Linked DNA regions of Mus musculus: all the other regions are linked to region 2. Evidence: chromatin contacts called from public promoter capture Hi-C data. All regions are on one chromosome and are shown on one strand. Each heading gives the region's core, a stretch centred on a gene start, on an enhancer-like site or on the middle of the called end of the contact. The rest is flanking DNA. Distances are from core to core; before and after follow the strand shown. Region 1 has its middle 7.1 kb from the start of Urm1. Region 2 holds the start of Zdhhc12 (zinc finger, DHHC domain containing 12). Region 3 holds the start of Sh3glb2 (SH3-domain GRB2-like endophilin B2).

Evidence for each region. Promoter capture Hi-C pulls out the DNA fragments that hold promoters and counts their contacts.
Region 1: a promoter capture Hi-C map of liver shows a contact between it and region 2, with 2.5 times the contacts expected there. The contact joins the enhancer-like site here to the promoter of Zdhhc12 in region 2. A contact is called at or near these places in 7 of 39 promoter capture datasets (the 3T3-L1 cell line, 3T3-L1-derived adipocytes, hematopoietic stem and progenitor cells and 3 more), 1 of 484 Hi-C or Micro-C datasets (the G1E-ER4 cell line), 1 of 115 datasets of contacts at active chromatin or transcription factors (pancreatic cancer cells) and 2 of 9 other capture datasets (adipose tissue and liver).
Region 3: a contact with region 2 is called in a promoter capture Hi-C map of embryonic stem cells, with 3 times the contacts expected there. The contact joins the promoter of Sh3glb2 here to the promoter of Zdhhc12 in region 2. A contact is called at or near these places in 15 of 39 promoter capture datasets (the 3T3-L1 cell line, the HPC-7 cell line, cranial neural crest and 7 more), 6 of 484 Hi-C or Micro-C datasets (embryonic stem cells, muscle stem cells and pro-B cells), 11 of 115 datasets of contacts at active chromatin or transcription factors (the 230-238 cell line, bone marrow-derived macrophages, embryonic stem cells and 3 more) and 5 of 9 other capture datasets (adipose tissue, embryonic stem cells, liver and 2 more).

Annotation. Positions count from the first base shown.
Region 1 is chr2:29,818,964-29,821,663 of GRCm38.p6, reverse strand. No RefSeq gene overlaps it. Among named protein-coding and RNA genes, the nearest start is that of Urm1, 7.1 kb to the left of the region's middle. Within about 2 kb of position 1,368, at least 299 of the 459 cell types and tissues checked have an H3K27ac peak or open chromatin away from gene starts, as enhancers often do. A contact at or near this core is called in the G1E-ER4 cell line, adipose tissue, hematopoietic stem and progenitor cells and 4 more, where this site is marked.
Region 2 is chr2:30,092,316-30,095,015 of GRCm38.p6, reverse strand. Zdhhc12 (zinc finger, DHHC domain containing 12) reads left to right here and starts at 1,381. Exons shown (of 5, transcript NM_001037762.1): 1 at 1,381-1,527; 2 at 2,475-2,611. The coding sequence starts at 1,428.
Region 3 is chr2:30,358,046-30,360,745 of GRCm38.p6, reverse strand. Sh3glb2 (SH3-domain GRB2-like endophilin B2) reads left to right here and starts at 1,430. Exons shown (of 12, transcript NM_001289709.1): 1 at 1,430-1,603. The coding sequence starts at 1,541.

The DNA.
Region 1 (2,700 bases), core at 119-2,618, 270 kb after region 2:
CACAGCTCTTCATAATGTTTTTGTTTTTAGATTTCTGTGTGTGTGTGTGTGTGTGTGTGTGTGTGTGTGTGTGTGAGAGAGAGAGAGAGAGAGAGAGAGAGAGAGAGAGAGAGAGCAGAACAGGGTGAATTCTCTGGAGCTGGCTGCTAGGGACCAAATGGTCCTCAGAAAAAGCAGCAAGCCCTTTTAGAGAGAGAGAGAGAGAGAGAGAGAGAGAGAGAGAGAGAGAGAGAGAGAGAGAGCAAGCAGAACAGGGTGAATTCTCTGGAGCTGGCTACTAGGGACCAAATGGTCCTTAGAAAAAGCAGCAAGCCCTTTTTTGTTTTTTGTTTGTTTGTTTTGGTTTTTGGAGACAGGGTTTCTCTGTGTAGCCCTGCTATCCTGGAACTCACTCTGTAGACCAGGCTGGCCTCGAACTCAGAAATCCGCCTGCCTCTGCCTCCCAAGTGCTGGGATTAAAGGCGTGCGCCACCACTGCCTATCACCCCAACAGTTCTGATGGGAGTCCCTTTCAGGAACTTGATGAATCCAAGTTCAGGCTTCATCTGAACAGAAGTCTCTGCAAAGAACTCATGCTGGCAGCACTGAGCCTGATGCTACTGCCACTTCGCGTCCAGAACCAAGCTTAACCTATCAGTTAGAAACAGTACAGGCTGGGTATTGTGTTCCCTCAAAGAACATTTGTCTACTGAGCTCTGTGGTGCCAAGCAGTAGAGCCACTGGACTACACCTTGTATATTCCTCCCATTTTTCAGATGACAAAACTGAGTCTCCGAAGGCCGTGCCTTCGGGATCCTGGCCCTCCCCACTACTTCTCACTTAAGGCCAGAGTCTCACAAATAACTTTCCCCTAGTATCCCTTGCAGTAGAGGGTCCGGGGCCCCAGCCAGAGAGCCAGGGCGTAGTCCTCCATCCTCTCTGAAGCTCCAAGAGAGACAATGGCAGGTCGCAGCGGAGGCGAGGGCGCAAGTGCCCCCCTGCCCGCCGCCCTTTGTTTTCCCGCCTGCCCCCTCGCGCGCCCCGGGAGGCTGGGAGGCGCCTCTCACAGGCTTCCTCCTCCCATTCTTGTGCTAATTGGGTGTCAAGCTGAGATCAGTGAGAAAGAAATCCGCCCGGGCTCGGGTTAAACTGCCGCCAAAGACTAGGGCTGAGCCCAGAATTTGATTAGGCCGGGAGGAAGCCGCGGCCCGGGGGAGGGGTGGCTAAGCTTTCAGGGCCCCTTTGAAAGTCACTGGGTCGCCCCCTCCTCTCCCGCCCTCTCCACAACCGCCTCTAGGGGCCTCTGGAAGATATTTAACCTTCTTCCTAGGAATTGAAAGCGATAGCCACACACTGGCCTGGGCAGCCACTTGCCTGTCCAAGCACTGCTGGACCTCCAAGGATGCAGGAGGCTGGCTCCTTCCAGCAGCGCCCTGTTCAGCAAGGAGGCGGAGCGGGGTGGGGGCGGGGACGTTTACCTCCAGACTCTGATGTTTGGAGAGGCTTTACTCCTCCTCGTCTCTGGTTCCTCATCAGCAGGCGGAGGATAAAGTCCTACCTGTTCTGTGCTTGGTGGCCATTAAGAGTCAATAATGGAGTGGTTGACCTCCAAGGGGGCCCCTTCGGGAAGGGTTCCCTGCCCCCACCTTCCGGCAATGACTCCTTTCCCCAACCATACAGCTCTATCGCCTTACGGGTTTTTACTAGTTATTTATTTACTCTGTTAATTGTGTATATATATATCCTGTTACTGCAGTGTTTGCACAGTCCAGAAGAAGGCATCGAATGGACTCCCCAGAACTGGAGTCAAAGGCAGCAGATTCGCGTCACTCCATGATGGTGCTGGAGTCTCTAGTCCTCTACAAGAGCAATATGAATTCTTAATGGCTGAGCTGTCTCTCTGGACCCTTATATTTCAAATTTATATTTCAACCCTTCTGATAGCATCTTCCTCTGAAGTATAGTCATACTCTAAAACAAAATTTATTTTTGTCTTATGCATATGCATACATATGCATGCTTTGCCTGCATGTATGTGTGCTGTGTATGGGTGCTGAGAACCCCTCAGCAAGTTAGCCACTGAGAGCCATCCTTCCAGTCTGCCCCACCCCTCCCCTTTGACAGCGTCTCACTATGCTCCCTCGCTGGCCTGAAACTATGTAGACTAGGTTGGCTTGAAAGCAGAGATCTCTGCCTCTGCTTCCCAAGGGTTGGGATCAAAGGTGTGAAGACCCATGCCCATCTGGTCTACTGTTTCTTTTGTGGGCCTTGACCTAGTCTGCCTGGCATGCTTCCTTGAAAGGCTTCCTGGTGCTAGGCCCTGGTGCAAAGAACTCATATTCCCAGCCCTTGGGACGAGGCAGGACGATTCCTGCAAGTTGTGGGACAGATAAGGCTATACAGGGAGAACATTTCAAAGCCAACAGAGCAGTGTTCCTGTGTCCCAGGGCACACCTCATTGGGTCCATCTTCTAGCAGCTGCCACTGCTGCTCCGTGAGGTGGATCTGGGGCCTAGACCTCGCCCCCATGGCAGGCAGCTTTTTCTATCTGCTTAGGTGAACCCATAGGTGCTCTGCAACTGTCAAGTACTTAATGTGAGGAGCTGCCCAAGAGCAGTAGCTATGTAAGTTAATACTATAAGCATGTATTGGTCAATTACTGTGTGTACTCAAGAGGGCTCCGCACGGTCTGGGGACAATCAGATGCAGGTCCAAGAGCTG
Region 2 (2,700 bases), core at 132-2,631:
GACAGCTGGCCTAGAACTCATTATGTGGACCAGGCTGCCCTTTGCCTGTCTCTACATCCCAAAGAATTGGATTAAAGGTGTGGGCAGGGGCTGGAGAGATGGCTCAGTGGTTAAGAGCACTGGCTGCTTTTCCAGAGGTCCTGAGTTCAATTCCCAGCAACCACATGGTGGCTCACAACCATTTGTAATGCAATCTGATGCCCTTAAGTGTATCTTAAGTGACAGTGTACTTACATAAAACAAATAAATAAATCTTTAACAACAACAAAAAGGTGTGGACAGCCCAACCCCTTCTTTGGGAACTAGCTTTTATGTCACACAATTAGTTGGCTTTAGTCCCCTCCCTCCACATGTATAGAGGATGGCCTTGAATTTTCTTGCCTCTATCACCAGTTTGTTGAGATTTCAGGCATGTACCACCATATCATATATACCATGCTGGGGCGATAACCCAGCCTTTAGTGCTTGCTAGACAGTCTACCAATTGTGTTAATCCCCAGCCTCTGTTTAATCTCATATGGAATAGTATGATTGGCCCTAACCGCCCCCCGTCCCCCCGTCCCCCAATACACACTCGCGCGGGTGCGTGCGCGCGCACACACGATGGACAACCAATCCTTCCATAACCACCCTGGCCATAGGAAGTCAGTTCTTCAGAAAAAGGGATGTCTATTTGACCAAAACAAATCCCAAGAGCATGCACACTGGGCTTTGGGCTAGAAGAGGGTCATCAGGTGGAAGTCAGCTGAATGGGGGAGGTTCAAGGAACACAAGGAGAGAAAGTCAGTCTGGTTGGGCCGTGGTGGTAGCAGGGGAGACAAATACCTGTCTAAGACGCGGGTACTATTACCAACCCCATTGAAGAGGCAGAAAGTAGCCTAAAGAAGCTCAGTAACTTGCCTCGAGAGTCATAGGCCGGACAATTATTTCTCTGACTCCAAGCTGGGCCATGCGTGTCCAGACTCCGCACCAGAACCCTCCTTTTTCCCATCATCCGTTTGCAAAATCAGAAAACGAATAAGAGGAAAGTGTGTCATCAAGGCGTGCCCTCCTGCAAGCCCGGCCCATCGCCCCTTGGGAGCAAGCTCCGCGTGGCCTCCGGGGATCAAAGATGGGCACGCATGCGCATGCGGGGGTGGGGTTGTCTTCGGAGGCTTCCGCCTCCCGGGTTTTGCAAAGTTACCTGGCCCACAGGAGGCGGAGTTAGGGAGTTGTAGGCTGTGCGCGCGCGGGCCCCGCCTTCAGCCTCCTCGGGCACCTGTTGGCCTGAGGGGCCGCCGGTGGCACCCAATAGACAGCCTCCCTGAGCCGCCCGTGCCCCGCCTCTAATGCAGAGCCACCAATCCCCGCGTTGCTGCAGCCCCGCTGCCCCGCGGCCCCACCTTCTGCGCGCTTCTTCCGGGTGGGCTCGGGCGGGGGCCAAGGCCATGGCTCTTTGGCCGCCGCTTAACTCTGGGATGCTGGTGCGGACTGGGCACACCGTGCTGACCTGGGGAATCACTCTGGTGCTCTTCCTGCACGACACCGGTGAGCCGGACACCGCGCCACCCCGAGCCCACCCGATCACGCGTGGGTATACCGGGGTCCCCCTAATCCTCAGACACATTGAAATCTCCATTTCTATCTCCCACCAGTTCCTCAAGCGTCTTTCTCCTATGTCGGTCCGGGGATCATCCTCTCTCCGCCTGATTCCCAAGTTGGACCCTAATTAATCCCAGTAATTTTCTGTCATCGATAGATGTCCATCCATCCAAAGACCACCAGAGCCCATCAGAGGACCAACTAGAGGCCCCATCTCTCCCATCCCTGGGCTCTACCTGTCCTTCCCAGAAATTGCCTCCCAACCCCTCCCTAAATAAGATTAAGAAATCCGCTAGACTTAAGGACTTGGCTTTCCGGTCCACTCCCCAAATCCTATGAGCCGACTAACTACCCCAAGGGACGCCACTATAGCGAGGAGCAGGTTTCCCACCTTCGCCTGGTAGCATCTCCTTTCCCCATCATTCCCTTCACCCCCTTCCTGCCCCCTCCTAGGTTTCCCTTCCAGAAGGAACAGAGCCCACCAGAGGCTTCCTCTGTAGCCCTCCTCCATCGCTTTTGCCCTTTGTCCTCAGGCTTCCACACCAGGAGTCAGCCACCTTCAAAACCTCCTTGGCTCTCTTTCACCCAAGGGTACCAGAGTTGCCTACGCTCAGCTGTCTGGTGTCACCACGTCCATCACTTCTTAGCCCTCCCTCCTCTCCATAATCCTCCTTCACTGCCATGGGCTTAAACAGGCTGGCTGGCACCTTCCTAGCTGGAGCTCCTGGCTGGCTCCACCCTCTTCCAGGGCTGACTCTTCCCCTGGGGAGCCCCCTTCCTCCTGCCTCCCTCAGGTCTAGCCTCCATATCACCTCCAGCTACTTTCTTTCTACCCCCACCGCCTCCTGCCCTTCCCTTTTGCTATGGTTCTCACTGTCCTCTGGCCTCCCCAGAGCTACGCCAATGGGAAGAGCAAGGGGAGCTGCTCCTGCCCCTCACATTCCTGCTCCTGGTGCTAAGCTCCCTGCTGCTTTATCTGGCTGTGTCACTCATGGACCCCGGCTATGTGACTACTCAGCCCCAGCCTCAGGTAAGCAAGCAGGGACCTCGAAGGCCAACAGGGGAGTGAGACCTCAATGCTGAGCCCTGAGCTGCACTCAGTGTGGGGGCATCTTGATG
Region 3 (2,700 bases), core at 181-2,680, 270 kb before region 2:
GATGGAGAAGCCGTGCCCGTCTTCAACTGTGTATTAAGTTTGAGAGCAGCCTGGGCTGCAGGAGAGAGACCTTGCAGCAAAGACCAAACCCAAAACCAAAAAAACCCAAACCAATAAACAACAACAACAAAGCAGGCAAAAGTGCATCGGAGGTCAAGCCCACACACTGTTCTTTCACAGGACCAGAATTTGGTTCCCAGCCTCCGTGTGAGGCTTCTCAAAGCTGCCTTTAATTGCAGCTCTGCCAGATCTGACCCCCTCCTCTGGTCTCTGTAAACATGTGGTGTGTGTTCACATACACACAAATAAAAACAGAAATAAATCTGAAAAGGAGGGAGGGGCTGGAGAGATGGCTTAGCAGTCAAGGGCACTGGCTGCTCTTTCAGAGGTCCTGGGTTCTGTTCCCAGCTCTCAGATGGTGGCTCACAGCCATCTGTAATGTCAGTCCCAGGGGATCCAACACCTTCTTCCGGTGTCTGAGGGCACTACACACATAGAATCCATAGTACATGCAAGCAAAACACCCTTACACATAAACACATTTTAAAAATTAACAAACAAAATAAAAGGAGGCCGGAGAGATGGCTCAGCGAGTCATGGAGCTTGCCCCGAGTTTGATCTTCAGGACTACAGAACTCATATACAAGAAGAAGAGGGGACTCTAGAAAGTTGTTCTCTGATCTCCACATCCATGCTACAGCTTTCTGTGTCCCCTGTCTCACATGCATGTGCTCTCACACGCAAACACACACTCATAATAAAACATAAAATAACATTTAAAAGCAAAAACAGGTTTGGGAAGACAGCTCCATGGTTAAAGAACTTAACTGTACAGCCTTGAGAACCTAAATAAATTAAGTCATGTAAATTCCAGAAGCATGGGCCGCGGGCTCCCATGGCCAGTGTGATGCGAGTATCCCTGCAATGTCATGGTCACGGCGACACCCTGTGCTCATGCACACGCAAGCGAACACACAGACACAAACACAAATATACAGCCACACACAGAGGGGGAAAAAATGAAAACAGGAAAGCAAACAAAAACAAAAACGGGTAGATGTGGTGCACACTTTTAATCCCAGCAGAAGTTTCTGTGAATTGGATGCCAGCCTGGTCTACATTTGGCGTTCTAGGCCAGGAGGGGCCTGGAGAGACCCTGTTTTAAACGAATATATTCCCAACTATTTAAAAAAAAAAAACTAAAATTTGCATAATGAATTACCAAAATAATCAATAGTATAGTGTTACAGTGCATCCGCAGAGACCTCCAGGGTGCACGGAAACCGGTTTAGTAAAACGTTGATTAGAGCGAACAGCCCGCTGGTGGGGCCCGCGGCCGGCAGGGGCAGCAGCGCTCCCCAAAGCCCCGCCCCGCGCGCCTGGCCCCGCCCCGCGCTCGGCTCGGCTCGGCCGCGGACGCGCGCGCGCAGAGGGCGGGCGCAGGCAGCAGGTGGGCGGGGTGCGGCGGGGTGCGTGAGGCGGGGCGGGGGGCTGCCGGCTGCTCTGGGGCCGGCGTGGCGGCCCTGCGTACGGGCGCGCCATGGACTTCAACATGAAGAAGCTGGCGTCGGACGCGGGCATCTTCTTCACTCGGGCGGTGCAGGTGAGGCCTGGCACGACGCCGCTCATGGGGCCCGGATGTGGAGCGCGCCCCGGGCGGGCGGGCAGGCTCTCTGCAGCAGGAGCCCCTTTCCTGCAGCAGCGGCTGTGCGCTCTGGGTACAGCTAGGGCCCCTGTTCTCTTGTCCCCGAGCTGCTCAGGGGAGCTCCCAGCGAGGTCAGCTGCACCCCACTATGGCCCGGAACCCATGGGGGCCTGGGCTCCGGTGCCTGGGCGCCTGGCAGTGCCCGTTTACACTGACAAGTTTGCCCACTGCCCTGGTGCCTGCACAGCCCGGGAGGTGGATGCCCACTGGGTGGTTCAGGCCTCTCTGCACTAGTCTGCCTTCCTCCCCTCCCCCGCCCCAGGCCAGGCTGGCAGGTTGAGGGCCACACAAAAATACCCCAATCTCTTTTGCGAGCCTCAGTCTCCATACCCGTGCAATGGGCAGGTTGGTGCTAATGGTTGCATCCAGTCCCTTTCACACGCTTGGGGAGTCAGGCCGGAAGCCAGGAGTTATTTCCTTTCTGCTCTGCGGGAGGCTTGTTTCCTTTTACTTCCCAGGCCTAAAGGATGTCAGAAGGCTAGGATCTGGCAGGCTCTTTGGGTTCTGTCCAGGCCGGTAATGCTGATATTGGAACAAGTCCTAAACATTTGGTAGAAGAAAGAGAAACTGAGGCGAATTCATGTCTCAGCAAAAGGCTGGAGTCAGGATATGGATGGTAATGCTCCTCATGACCTTGGGGGACAGGAGAGCTTTACTTCAGGGCCTCTGTTTCTCGCTCTGAGAAATGGGGTGAGTGGCCCTCTTTCCTGGGTTGGCTGCAAGTGCAGTTGCTGAGGCTAAGTGCACCTGTGCATCCTGCAGTGACCTTGGACAAGCCATCTGAGCCTCACTCTGCCTTCTGTAAAGCAGGTATGAGGCTCAGCTGGGAGGCCCTGTCTGCTCCAAGGCCGGGGGTGGGGTTCCTGAGGTTTCTGTACCCCTGGTCTAACCCATCTCAGTACCCCAGGAATAAGTTCTGTATGCTGCCCTTGTTGACCTGCTAGGCGCAGCCTCCTCCTCTCCCCCTCAGAGGCCCATGTGGTCGTGTTTACTAG